2 separate regions of the Capra hircus genome follow, and region 2 is linked to region 1. A link is a contact called in public Hi-C data. All regions are on one chromosome and are shown on one strand. Each heading gives the region's core, a stretch centred on a gene start, on an enhancer-like site or on the middle of the called end of the contact. The rest is flanking DNA. Distances are from core to core; before and after follow the strand shown. Region 1 has its middle 22 kb from the start of CCNE1. Region 2 has its middle 41 kb from the start of CCNE1.

Region 1 (3,961 bases), core at 846-3,345:
GAGATGCCCCTCCGTCCTTCCCCAACATCTTCCTCGTCTCCAAGATTCCTTATGCAGAGTAGCTTGACACCTAGGTGTCAGTCTGCCCCTTCTGTTTCATTTTTCTGTTTATCCACTTGTCCACCCATCCAGCCAGCTGTCTAACCATCCAGCGCTCCACTGGGCATGGCCTGGCCTGGCCTGGGATTAATGTGATGCATCAGGTCGGGTGGTAGGTGGAGGAACAAGACAAATGCACACCCAGGTGTTCTGTGAAGGGAGGATTACAAACTCGGGTGCCACAGGACATGAAGTAGGCTAGATGCAGGACAGCCGGGCCCGCTGCCTGCACAGGTATGGAGCCTCTCAACCCACCGGGCTGACATCACAAAATACCCCTCAGCTTTCTAATTGTCAGCTGGCTGCCAGTCTGTGACGCTGACCAGGAGCTACTGGCGAGATGCTCTGGTGCGAGGCAGAGCCCACATGGTTTGGGGAGGAGTGGGGACACTCAGCAGGACTTTCAATAAAAGGGGGCATTTGAACTGGGCCTGAAGGGTGAGCAGAGGCCACAAGCCCACGACAGGGGCTTTGTGGGAAGAGACAGTGGCCTCCTGTCAGCTCATTTCCTGGCCAATGTGTTATTTTCATATGCTCAAGGCAAGCCATTTTACTGTCCCTGTCCACCTCCATCAACTCAGAGGATGAAGGAAAACAGCTGTCTGTTGTTCCTCTCCCGCTCCAGGCACCCAGTGGGGCTGTGGAGGAGACGCACATGCATGAGTGTGCATTTACACACACACACACACACACATACACACACAAATGTGTAGTTTGGGGGCAGGGACCTTGTGTGTTTGTTCAATGATGCAGCTTAGAACCTAGAGTAACAGTTAATGCTTCTTAAATAAGCAAACGACAGGAGAAGGGTACCTATTGAATGAGTGAACTAATATATGTATGAATGAAACAAAGGAATAATAAGGAGGGCTTCGTAATGGTTCGGGTTGGTGGGACTGTCCTGTCTCAGATGATTCTTTTAAAATAATCATTAACTTTTAATTACAGAGACAGGCATGAATACATTCCCATAGTAAGAATGATCTAGACACTACAGATAAGGCCCAAGCACCCCTTTCTCACCAACTCCAGAAACTCCTTCACCCCAGAGGGAGATATGGCCGATAGCTGGTGACTTCCTTCCCTGCTCTCTACACATTTGACATATTTGTGCATGTGGGTGTGTGTATGCGTGCACACACCTGATCACAGTGTATGGCATCATTCTGTAAGACTTTTTTAAAAAGTGGGGGAAAAAAAGTAAAAAGGACAAAAATAAGTGAAATCACATCGCATGTTGTTTGCATCTTACTTTGTCTTAAACGTACTTTCTTTGTCAGGAACGGCATCTCCAGCAGTTTCCGCTGCAGGAGGGTGCATCTCAGATTCTCGCCCGCTGCTGCTGTAGCCCGTTTCCACGGCTTGTCTGTTGCTCCCCTCCTGCTGTCAATTCAGAAGGTTCCTAAATACTAGCTCTTGCGGAGAGAGCTTCAGTGAACTCTTCATGCCTGGGTCATAGGTTGGCGTAACTATCACTCTCCTGATGATCCCAATGGAAACAAGGCCCCTCCCTGCTGTCCCCGCCCACAACCCACCTGTTCTCTGAGCTTTGGTGTCAGTGAGCCCCCGAAAGAACAGGACTTGGAGATCCAGGAGCTGTAGGGTCTGAACATCAGTGAGAAGGGTCCATTCTCCAGAGGATTGGTCCTCTGACCAGGTCTTGACTAAGCTTTGGAGGTACTTTTCTAGTACCTCTTATGTGCCAAGCCCAGGCAGGGCACCGAGGCATGTTGCAGCCTCATTGTGCACATGGGGCTCCCAGTCCACTATGCCTTGGGTCAGTGCTGGGCTGGAGGCTGAGGCAAGAACCAGTGGGCCTGGAGTGAGTGATTTCTCTGGCACCACAGAGGCTGGGTGCTCGAGGGCTTGATGGTCACCCGGCCCCCTCCTTCCCAGCGTCTCCACAGCCTGAGGCCCCACTCTCACACCCCTGACCCTGGATGGCCCAGGGGCAGCCCAGGCCGAGCCCTCCAGCCCTCCCCGTCCTCCGCTCTCCTTTCAGCCCGTGCTGGAAAGCATCTCTAATTCCGGCGGGCACCACAGTTTGCAGCTCCTCGGGCAAGCTCGGCACAGGTGCCAACTGTTATTTCACTCTCCCAGCTTCCATTTCCACAGCTCGGCACCTGCAAAGCCCCCCATTAGAGTCATGCCAACGAGAGGGGGCTGCGGCTGTATGTACGCGTGCCCGCCTGCGAGCCCACGTGCCCGTCTGCCGGTGCTTGCAGGAAGCCACGAGGGAAATTTCCAGCACAAAGACCGTATGCCTGAGAGAGGGGGGAATTGCTCAGCAAACTTCAGAAGCGATCAAAATGTCCTTTCCATAAAGTCCCGGCTTAAAAAATGTTAGCAGGTGCGTATACAATAGCGAGTCAGTTGGGATGGATTACTATAGAATACCATTTCCGCTCACTCCAGATTATGAATTCAGAGCATAATTTTCTGTAAATTGTCATTCTTGTCTGGTAAGGAAAGCTAATTTTTTCCTCATATGGAAAAAAAAAAAAAAACCCCACCACTATCCTGGGCCACTGCTCCCTGGAACAGGGCCTGCTGGAGCCCCCGCCTCCATCCCATCTGGGCAGTCCCAGAGGGCTGACGGGGGGTCCCCTGGAGCAGCTGTGGCCAGCAGCATCTCAGGAGGCATTTATTCCCAGGTTCGTCAGAGGGGCAGCCATGGGTTGGTGAGAGGACTTTGGGGATAGAAGAAAGACCCCTCATCACGGGTGCTGAACCTTCTCTGGAAGAAAGGTGGAGAATGAGGGTGGGTTGCTCTGATGCGCACGTGAAGATGAAAGATGAGGGCGGGTGAGCAGGAGCCGTGAGTGTTGTTGGCAAGGCTTCGAGGCTGGGTTCACCCTATGGTCTTTCTTTCTTCCTTCCTTCCCTCCCTCTTTCCCTCCCTCCCTCCTTCTCTTCCTTCCCTCCTTCTCTTCCTTCCCTCCTTCCATTCCTTCTTCCTCCCACAAGTGTTTATTGCGCGCCCAATGTGTAACAGCTCTCATGCAGGCCCTGTGGTCACCGTAATGCTAATTATCTTCTGTTCCGGCGGGGAGCAGATTCACGAGGGGTGGTGGAAGAGGAAGGCAATCACAGGAAGACTGGAAGGGGCTGGTCAGGGAAGGCGCCCGGGGAGGTGACAGCCTTGTGGGGTGAGCTGCTTTCCCACCGTGGGAGTGAGGCCTGGAGGCGGAACGGGCGGTCTGATTCTAGATGAGAGAACAGGCCAGAGGGGCTGGAGCCCAGGGAGTGGAGAGACCAGGCTGAGGCACAGCACTGGGCTGGTTGGAATCTAGGTGCAAGGAGAACTGGATGGTTTTGAGCAGAGGAGAGACAGGGCCGGTTTCTGTTACAAGCTCCGTCAGGCTGCTGGGTGGGAAATGGACAGTAGAGGGTGTTGTGGTGGGTGAGGGTCCCTCTGACCAGGAGAGCTGCAGGCCCCTCACCAGACCTCTGGTTCTTAGCCTCCAAGGCACCCTCGGTGGGAGAATGAGGGTGTGAGTGGCTTCATGCTAGCTGCTCCTCTCTGTTGATGGAACTCAAGGAAAGACAGTCCTTCCAGGGTATTAGAGCTTCTCTCTTTGTTGTGATGGCAAGAAAAGTCTTCAAGGCCGGGGAAAGCTTGGTGCTTATTCTAGTGTAGATAGACCCATACTCGTCAGGATTCATTCAGGTAAAAGTGACAGAACCCTGAGTCAGCAGGCTCAAGGGAAAACTGAAGTAACACCAACAAATTATTGGCTCTTGCTGTGAGAACGTTTGCAGACTTCAGGTGTGGCTGGCTTCAGGGGCTTGAATTCTGCTGACAGGACTCTCTTCTTTGTCTCTGCCTTTCTCTGCGTTGGCATTATTCTCGGGCAAGTGG
Region 2 (3,897 bases), core at 409-2,908, 64 kb before region 1:
TGATGCACCCACTTCCATCAGCTAAGAGGGCATCCTGAAGACAGCCTCTTCTAGCCCACCTTACAGTGTCTGCAAGGCAGGTCAGCTCCTAGCTATCCTTGGGGTTGAAGTTGTGCCCAGGCAGGGCAGGAGGCTCAGGTTTGTCAGTGCCCTGGATGGGGAGAGGGGAGGTATAATGAGGTGTCAGGCAGCTGCAGTGATCTCTCCAAAGGACAGATCTGATGGTTTGAGTGGGCTGGGGAATTTCCCACTGCCCTCAAGATAAAGTCTAAACTCTTCACTCTAACTGCCCTGATCCTGCTTCCCCACCAGTGTCAACCATCATCTCCAACCCCCCAGCCCCCATCCCAATATTCTGCATCCCAGCCACACCAGCTTTCTGTCAGTTCCTGGAAGCACCAGGGTTTGTGGTCTTTGGGTCTTGGCAAACTCTCTTCCCTCTGCCTGAAATCCTTTACTGCCTTTCAGGTTTTACCTAAGATGTCAACTCCTCCAGGAAGTCCACTTGCCTTGAGCAGGACCCAGGGATGGAGGCAGGGAGGGCAGTCCCAGGCAGGGGCAGCTAGACGGCCATTCAGCTGTCCCTCTGGATTCCCTGCTCATCCCTGATACCTGCTATGTGGACTGGAAAGCTTAGGGACCCCAGACTGGAGGAAGGCTGGGGTCCAGAAGGGAAGCTCAGAACTGCCACCTACTGGCCTAAGAGGGCTGCCAGGGAAGTGCAAAGGGTCCTTGAGCCCCTCCTTTCCCCTTCTAACCCCTATCTGGGCTTTCCTGAAACTCATGGAAAGGGGAAGCTGGACTACTCAGACTACCAAAATGTTCTCTGAAGAGTCAAAAAGAAATGCTATGGGAAAAGAATGTGAAACATAATGGATATATGCATAAATATAACTGAACCGCTTTGCTGTACACCTGAAACTAACACTATTGTAAATCAGCTATGTGCTGTGCTCAGTTGCTCAGTCATATCCGACTCTTTGTGGCCCCATGAACTGTAGCCTGCCAGGTTCCTCTCTCCATGGGGATTCTCCAGGCAAGAATACTGGAGTGGGTTGTCATTGCCCTCCTCCAGGGAAATCAACTATACCCCAAAATAAAATACAAATTAAATTATAAAAATAAATATTTAAAAAGAAATAAATGCCACAATGAGGTTTCAGGAGCCATAGTCTGTTTAAAGTATTTACAATGGACAATATAAAACTTTTAAACACCAAAATATATACAATGCAATGATAATTGAAGAATTCATCTAACACAACATTGTAAGTCAGCTTTATCCCAATATAAAATAAAAATTGTTTAAACATTTAAAAAGAATGCTACAATGAGATTTCAAGAGTCATTGCCCATTTAAAGTATTTACAATGAACAGTCTAACAATTTTTAACACCAAGACATATACAATGCAACGATAATTAAATTTACCAAAAAAATATTTGCTCACAAAGCACAACAGGTGTTGGATGGATGTCAGCTTCTCTCCCTCCTCTGACTCTACACATAACCCCATTTGGAAATGACAGCCCCTGACACCTGGGTCAAGTAGCTCACATGCTCCTTGTATGGTTGGAAATCTGAGGCTCAGAGCAGGGAAGAAGACATCCCACACTGGGCCTGGCAAGCCAAGCTACCCACCCCATCCCACCCCGTGCAGCTCCTGTCCTCCGCGCTCCACAGAACTCTGTGCCCTCCTCCAGGTGCCAGGCCTGGCCTGAACCTGCCTTCCAGGTTTCTTGGGTGCAGCCACCTCTCCTGTCTCCCTGGGGTGCCAGGCCACCCAGCCGCCTTTCCCTTGTATCCCTGCCCTTTATAAATATGCAGTGAGCCAGAGAGATAGGGGGTGGGGCTCTTTTTGAGGGAAAATTAACCACGATGACAAACTTAGTTATTCATGCAAACCATCAGCCTGTTATCCCTGATTATGCAGGACGCAAACTGTGAGGATCTGAGTGACTGAGCTTGCTCATCAAAGGCACCATCAGGGCAGCAGCCCAGCCCACCTTGCCGGCCGCCTTTGTACGCTCTTCTCAGCCCCATGCAGGCCAATGGGCCGCCTCCCTCTGACAGCGCCCGTTCCTGACGCAGGGACCCCTCCATGCTGTATTTTAAAGGATTAATTAACCTTGTGAGATTGGCGGGGAAAGCTCCACCTGGCTATCTGCTGCATGAAAGCTTCCGCTCACCAGAGTATTTTAAGCTCACAGTGCAGACCATATGGTATTTCAAAGAACAGAAGTTGAAAGTACAGTACATATTTATTCCTTCCACAGAGAGCATTAAAGGGGTTTAAGTATTTTATTAAAGTCTATATGTGTGGACATGTGTGTGCACGTCTGTACGTGTGTGCGCGCGTCTGTGTGTGTGTACATGTGCTAAGCAAGCGGAAATATACTTGACGCATAGAAAAAATAAATTACACAGATTTATTTTCATCTCTCTGCCAACCCACCCCATAGCAACAGTGAAAACTTGGTCTATGTAAACTTGAGAAAACAAGAAATATTTTATCACATCTTCTCAACTCACGGCCATTGCCAATTTTTCCCGTCTTTTTTGAAACAAGATCAGACTCCTTGGTGTCAGGACTGCAGGCAGAGAGAGGGGAGTCAGGTCTAAGACAATAAAGGGGGCCAACTCACACCCCAGGTCCTGCCTTCAGAAGGCAGGAAGTTCAAACACAGGGCCTCCCCACTTCTGCCCCAGGTACTTAAGCTCCCTAAACCTGTTTCCTTATCTCAAACCACACTGCTCTCACAGGGCTGGTGTGTGAATAAAATGAGAAATATGTATACAGGGCAAATAGCAGTCCTGCCTTGAAGGGTCTTAGATCTGGAATTTTGAGGACAATTTATTGTAGAAGTCTTCTGTTGATTATTTTACATCTACCTACTCTTGGGGGCAGCCCCACCATTTTTCTTGAGGTGGCCCCTTTCTGTCTCCCAGTCCAGGCGGCTAGGTTGGAATTAACCTCACCCCTGACCATAAGCGTTGCTACTGGCCAACGATGGCCAATCAGAGTCCTGCATTTCCCTGACCTCACCGACAGGGGTGGTCGTGTTGCCCAAGACAGATGGATGAGGCTCAGTCCTAAGACTTTCGCTGGAATTACCAGGAAACAGGCTCTCTTTTCCCAAAAGACTTGCTAGACTGGAAGCTGGCAGTTCAGTGCCAACCTAGTCTTGGGCAAAACCAAAGCAAAAGGAGAGTCTAGGGCAGATGAAGGTTCTGTCTAAAGGACCACTTGTCACTCCTAAACAAGGCAGAAATTAAAATTCTCAAAATAAATTAATAACATTGTTAAGGAAAGAAATGAGATAGAGTTGGCAAGCTGGCCAGGTTCAGCTGCACAGGCTGTCTTCTCTTGACAAAGCCATAAGCCCTTGAAGCCCTGTGTGAGCCCTGCTGCTGCTCAGCCATGTCCGACTCTGCGACCCCATGGGCTATAGTCTGCCAGGCTCCTCTGTCCGTGTGATTTCCCAGGCAAGAATACGGCAGTGGGTTGCCATTTCCTTCTATAGGGGATCTTCCTTTCTCAGGGATCAAACTCAGGTCTCCTGCCTGCATCTACCTGAAATGGCAGGTGGATTCTTTACCACTAGTGCCTACAGAGAATCAATCTAGAAAGAGCTCTAGAAAATGCCAGGCTGCTCCTCCCTTCAAACCACTCAGGCTTTTCCTGCATTTCCAAATCTCCCCTGCTGGAAGCAGCACTGAGTCAATGGGAATCTGTCACCCAAGAGAAATGACATCTCAAATAGTCCTGTTTCTTCAGTCGCTAAGTTGTTTCCGATTCGCCGTGACACCAGGGACTGCAGCACTCCAGGCTTCCCTGTCCTTCACTATCTCCCAGAGTTTGCTCAAACTCATGTGCATTGAGTTGGTGATGCCATC

What was found. Hi-C and Micro-C count contacts between places; a contact is called where the count stands out from the background.
Region 2: a Hi-C map of blood shows a contact between it and region 1, with 3 times the contacts expected there. The contact joins two enhancer-like sites. A contact is called at or near these places in 2 of 5 Hi-C or Micro-C datasets (both in blood).

Annotation. Positions count from the first base shown.
Region 1 is chr18:41,568,580-41,572,540 of ARS1.2, reverse strand. No RefSeq gene overlaps it. Among named protein-coding and RNA genes, the nearest start is that of CCNE1, 22 kb to the left of the region's middle. Within about 2 kb of position 2,095, at least 1 of the 5 cell types and tissues checked has an H3K27ac peak or open chromatin away from gene starts, as enhancers often do.
Region 2 is chr18:41,632,487-41,636,383 of ARS1.2, reverse strand. No RefSeq gene overlaps it. Among named protein-coding and RNA genes, the nearest start is that of CCNE1, 41 kb to the right of the region's middle. Within about 2 kb of position 1,658, at least 1 of the 5 cell types and tissues checked has an H3K27ac peak or open chromatin away from gene starts, as enhancers often do.